2 separate regions of the Sus scrofa genome follow, and region 1 is linked to region 2. The links are chromatin contacts, called in public Hi-C maps. All regions are on one chromosome and are shown on one strand. The core of a region is the stretch at or near the end of the contact, and the rest is flanking DNA. Distances in the headings are between cores, read along the strand shown. Region 1 overlaps TRPM4 (transient receptor potential cation channel subfamily M member 4). Region 2 holds the start of PPFIA3 (liprin-alpha-3).

Region 1 (2,700 bases), core at 189-2,688, 63 kb before region 2:
ACATATGCAGTTATCTACTCTAATTTGCATCATCTGTTCCCTATTGCCAAAGCAGATGTACAAAGTGCCCACCCACCCCCACTCCAGGAAATAATTTGCTTTTTAGCACTAAGTTCTTTTTTCACTGGTAGACTGGAATGGGGAGAAAGGGGTACAGATGGTTGAGGTTCTTGTTCCCCCCCCCCCGCCCAAAGTGAGAGTCATCCAAATAGTGCAGACAAGAGGTGCTGAGCCTGAGTCAGGCAGGAACAGTGGGGCTGAGAGGAGGAGATGGCCCTGGGGATAACTGAAATACAGCAGCAAACGGACCAGGGACCCCAAATAGCTCCCCCACCCCCGGCTTCAGCCCCCAGCCCCAAAGGATCTAGACACCCACCACTTCCCCAAGAATCAAGCATCCAGACCCTACTCTTCTCAAAGGGCTTTATTTCCCCAGTGTGGGGAACAGCGAGTGGGCTCTGTGGTTTCTATACCTTGACGACCCTGTGGCCTTCTCCAGCCCGGTGGGCTGCGGTACAGCCTTCGGAGAGGCAAGGCCTGGGCTCCAGAGGCTAATCCACCCAGAGTGGGGCCGGTTCTGGGAGAAGCCAGGCCTGCTGTGGTTTGCACGGATGACACTCCCTGCAGTGATCCTGAGAGCAGCGGCCAAAGTGGTGGTCCAGAGCCATGGGGTTCACCAAAGGACAAGGTTGCCAGGTACAGGGGTTAGGGACCTTCTAGCCAGGTGCAGGGGTCACAGACCTGCTAGGCCTTATTCTGGGAGCAAAACTCCCAATGGCTGCTACTCTTTGAGGTCCCCCAGCAGAGCTCAGTCTGAGGGAAGACAGAACAGGTCATGGGCATGGAGGGGAGAACAGAAAAAATTAGAGACTAGCAAAAAGAAAGACGCACAAAAAGCCCAAAGGAGACCTGGAGGGAACCAGGAACAAAGGAAGGGCAGTAAAAGACAGGGAAACAGACGTAAGGAGTGACTGAGGCTGCAAATACAGGCAGGTAGACCCTACACACTAATCTTTGGGCCCAGGCGGGCTTGGGGGCGGCGGTCCTCCTGGGGGAAGCAACGCAGAGCGGCTCAGGGCCTCAGCGACCCAGCCCAGGACGCGGCTACAGTGCTGGACCTGGAGAGCAAGGGGGGACATCAGGGCGCTACACCGAACCCTACTGCTCCTCCCTCCAGCCATACTCCCCTGGCGTGGCCCGGGATCCTCACCTCCTGTTCCAGCCCTTTCAGGCGCTGCTCATACTCGCGTATTTGTCTCAGCTGCTTCAGCGCTGTGTCCACCCTGGGGATCCAAAGGTTCAGGTCTGCGCAGCAGCCTAACAGCTCCGCCCATCTTGGAGGACGCAGCCCCTGGAGCTCAGCTGTCCTCCCCAGCCTTCCAGGACCCTACCCCCTCAGGCTCCGCCTCTAGCCTGGGCCCTTACAGGTCCTAAATCATGGGATCCGCCCCTGAGGCCAGAAGCCCCACCCACACGCAGGCCCCGCCCTCACTTCTGGGACGTGCGCTTTAGACGTTCCGAGTCACTGTCCCGATTGTCCCGAGCACAGGCCAGCAGGAAATTCTCCTTTTGCACTGACTCCCAGGTCAACAGCCTCCGCTCCGCTTCCTTCGAGAGGATGACCCCTGGGTGGTGAAGTCAGGATGGCGTCAAAGGGCCCGCAGGTCCTCGGGCCACGCCTGCTCCCAGACCCAGCTACCCCACCCAACACTCAGTAGCATTTGTGATCTCCCAGACCACGCCCCGCTAACACCCCACGCCCTGCAGTGGTCCTGGCCGTCCCCCTCCTATGCATGCCCTTCTCTTTCTCCAGGTCCCACTCCCTGGGTTTCTTTAGGGCCAAGCCCGACTCTCACGAAAATGCTCGGAGTCTGGGGAAGATGGCTCTGGGGAAGATGGCAAGCGGGCCCGGCGCCTTCGCAGTCGACGGATGAGGGAGCGCACGTGCGAGATGACGATGAGGGGCGGGGCCAGCGCGGGCCTGGAGTGAAATTCTCGGATGAGGCTGTATCGCTGCGCCTTCCAGTAGAGGTCGCTGTTGCCCTGAACTTTGCCGAAGGTGTGGCTGTGGAGACCAGAGGTCAGGAGGTCAAAGCACCTTCAGAAACCCAGGATCAGGGTTAGCTGTAAGGCAATGGCTGTTTGAAGTCCAAGGCGGCAGGTGGATCTCAGGATTCATACAGTCAGTGGTTAGTACAGGATCCAATCAGTAGTTGGGTTAGGAGGGCCCAGGGTCAGATGTCAAGTTGGGAAAGCTGTCATGAATTAAGGTAGAGGTTGGAGTCGGTTCAAAAGTCAGCCTGGACACCAATAATTAAAATCAGAAATGAAAATGGGGACATTGCTATCAACATTATAGAAATAAAAGGGATTATAAGAGAATACTATCGATAATTGTATGCCAGGAAGTTCCCATTGTGGCACAGCGGAAATGAATCCAACTAGGAACCATGAGGTTGCAGGTTTGATCCCTGGCCTCGCTCAGTGGGTTGAGGATCTGGCGTTGCCATGAACTGTGGTGTAGGTCGAAGATGCAGCTTGGATCCTGAGTTGCTGTGGCTGTGGCTGTGGTGTAGGCCGGCAGCTGTAGCTATGATTCGACCCCTAGCCTGGAAACTTCCATATGCCAGGAGTGTGGCCCGAAAAAGACACACACACACACACACACAAAGGCAGCCTTTATGTTACATTTACTTTGCC
Region 2 (2,700 bases), core at 80-2,579:
GGGGTGCCAGGAGGCTGGATATATTTGTCTGAGGGTCTCTAAAGAGGGGAAAGGCTAGGAAACTAGATTCCTAGATCCTGAGGGGGTGAGGGCTACCAGCCGGGGGCCTTTCGCCAGAGGAGGTGAGGATTGACAGGGCTTCCAGAGCCGGGTGGGAGCTGGATCCCCGGATGCCAAGATCCCTAAGGTGGACCAGGCAGGAACATTCAGAAGCTCTGACTCCTTAAGAAGCAGTTGGGGTCTCTGAAAGCTGGGGTGCTGAGGATGGAGCTGAGATCTTAGCCAGCAGAACCCTGAGGCCCCGGCGCCCAGGTCGGGGAGGGCCCGGGTATCCCCGGGTCAAAGGCGCGGCGGGGGGGATCCCCGCGCTGCCGGCGCCCCCTCCCCCGGCGGCGGCAGCACCAAGAGATGGGGGAGGCGAGGCTGCCGAGAACGGTGACCATGGACAGCTCCAGAGCGGGCCTGTGTCCAGGGCGGCCGCCAGTCCGGCCTGGACTGAGGGACTCGGCCGGCTGTTCAAGCCGGAGGACCGGAGATGGGCAGACGGGGTGCACCAACGGGGGACTATGCGGACGCGACGGGGGGGGCGTCCGGCCCTAGCTGGGGGAGTCTGACACAGCCGCGGCCGGTGTCTGGAGCTGCCAGGTCTGGGCCGAGGAGGAGGATCTAGGTCCAGGGGGGTATCCAGGGCTGAACTGGGAAATTCAGGCTCCTGGACCCCGGAGGAGGCACAAGGCGGAAATACGCCTGGGATTCTAGGGTTCTGCTGGGGACTCTGAGAGCCGGGAGGGGCATGCCTGAGTCTCTGGGTTCGGGCTGTGATATCTGGGCTCTGAGGTCCCCGGGGATGAAGAAGGGAATCCAGGTTCTTGGGAAGGTGGGGGAAGCTCGGTGAGGGGTCCCCGGGGTGGGCGCTGCCAAGCGGGCCGGGCTGGGCTCTTACCTACCTGGTCCGCGGCGGCTGCGGGCGGAGCTGGGCTGCAGGAGGGACGTGGGGTGGGGTGGGGGACCGGGCGGGGCCCCTGGCGGCGGCCGGGGCCCGGATCTGTGGCTCCGGAGCCCTGTCTCCGCCGCTCGCGCGGGCTCCGCGTCTCTTGCTCCGGCTTAGGCGCTGGGGACCCCTCTCCCCTTCACGGTCTCGCAACCCTCTACCCCCTAAAACAGCCCCCTGCCCCTGTCACCGTTCAGCCTCCCCCGCGAGGCCGCAGCCGCCAGATCCAGGGGCGCTCACCAGCGCCCCCCAAATCCCACCTTCCCCCGCCAAAAAATTCCTCCTCCCTCCTCCCCCAACCAGCTCCCAGGCGGTCATGGCCCCTTTAACAGGAGACTGACAGACGGCGCCGAATGGCCAATGAGAGGAGGTGTTGGCGCCGGCCGGCGGTTAAACCCCGCCTCCACACTGGCTGGGCGGGGCCGCGCGGGCGGTGAGCGGGAGGCGGAACTCAAGGCGCGTGGGCCAATAGGCACGCGGCGTGAGGCGGCTGGGGCGGGAGGCGGAGCCCGGCAGGGGGATGATGTCACCTGGAGCGAGTGGCGCGCGGCGTGGAATACGAGTCGCGACCCTGGATTCCGGCTCTGGCGCTCGCCGGTCCTTACCCCGCACGGGACAGGAGGGTTGGGCGGGCGGCGAGGTGGGAGTAAAGGATGGGTTTTAAGGCGCAGGAGGCTCCCGGAGACACGCGTTTGGGTTGGAAGATGGGGTGAAAGCCGGGTCGACGTGCACCTTTTTCTGCACCCCTTGCGCCCGCCTCGGGAACTGCACGTGGCATCCCCCACCCCGCCCACGCAGACGATTGTAGGGCCGGCAGGGCTCCCCCGGCGGACTAGGCTGATGGTTCGCTCCGCCCCGCCCACACCGAAGCCGCCCACTGACTCGAGCAGAGTTTTAGGACTCTTCTGTCCGACCAGTTACGGAGGAAGGGGGCTTGGCCCCTGCCCTCAGGATCTTTGAGGGGTAGGGGCTACTGTCTGCCGACCCCCGCACTCAGACCCCGACTGGGTCCCAGCCGCCGTCCTTGGACTTGTCGCTCCGAAGCCGACCTGGGGAAAAGTCTTTAGCTCTGCTCTTAGAATCTGAAAAGGTCTTCAGGGTCTAGTCTCCACCTCAGCTTCTCTCCCTCCCCATCTCCAGACACTCAATCCCCCGATGCAGGACAATCACAGACACTCAATGAGGGTCAAAGATCTTTAAATAAGGAGCTGGTGACATAAATACTGTACAGGGGAGGGGGTGAGGGTCCAGATCTGTGGTTTCAGCCTCGAGACTCCAAGGACCTGCAAGGAGGGTGAAGAGAGGGGAGCCAGGCTCAGGGGAGGGGACCTGGGGAGGCACTGGGACAGAGCCAGGACTAGGGTTCCCGAGCCAAGGACCCAGGGAAGGGGGTTGAGGGATTCCAGAGAGAGCAGGCTGCCGATCTCGGGATGGGAGCGAGCTAAGGATCCCCAAGGTATTCAGTTCAAGGAGCTTGGGGTGAGAGCCTGGGTCAAGGGTCAGAATCCCAGGGAAAGGAGCCAGGGAGGTGGGAGGGGGTGGGGGTAGCAACCAAGGTCTCAGAAATCATTGGCTTGGTGTGGGAGTGTGGAGGTAGGGGAGGCAGTGAAGGCCCCAGGGGTATGGTGGCAAAGGGCTCACGAGTAGCTCTGATGTTGCTGGCGCCGGCGGGCAGAGCGCATCTTCTCAAAGCGAGCCTCCATCTCCTC

Evidence for each region. A called contact is a pair of places that touch in the nucleus more often than the background predicts.
Region 1: a Hi-C map of fetal liver shows a contact between it and region 2, with 1.7 times the contacts expected there. The contact joins the enhancer-like site here to the promoter of PPFIA3 in region 2. A contact is called at or near these places in 1 of 5 promoter capture datasets (fetal liver) and 6 of 47 Hi-C or Micro-C datasets (embryonic fibroblasts, epiblast stem cells, fetal liver and 3 more).

Annotation. Positions count from the first base shown.
Region 1 is chr6:54,375,264-54,377,963 of Sscrofa11.1, reverse strand. It overlaps TRPM4 (transient receptor potential cation channel subfamily M member 4), which reads right to left. Exons shown (of 24, transcript XM_021094712.1): 21 at 1,857-2,065; 22 at 1,493-1,625; 23 at 1,211-1,283; 24 at 407-1,118. The coding sequence ends at 1,008. Among named protein-coding and RNA genes, the nearest start is that of TRPM4, 34 kb to the right of the region's middle. Within about 2 kb of position 1,438, at least 7 of the 83 cell types and tissues checked have an H3K27ac peak or open chromatin away from gene starts, as enhancers often do. A contact at or near this core is called in fetal liver, where this site is marked.
Region 2 is chr6:54,312,610-54,315,309 of Sscrofa11.1, reverse strand. PPFIA3 (liprin-alpha-3) reads right to left here and starts at 1,329. Exons shown (of 30, transcript XM_005664703.3): 1 at 948-1,329. It overlaps LIN7B (lin-7 homolog B, crumbs cell polarity complex component), which reads right to left. Exons shown (of 6, transcript NM_001244232.1): 5 at 2,633-2,700; 6 at 2,172-2,274. The coding sequence ends at 2,253.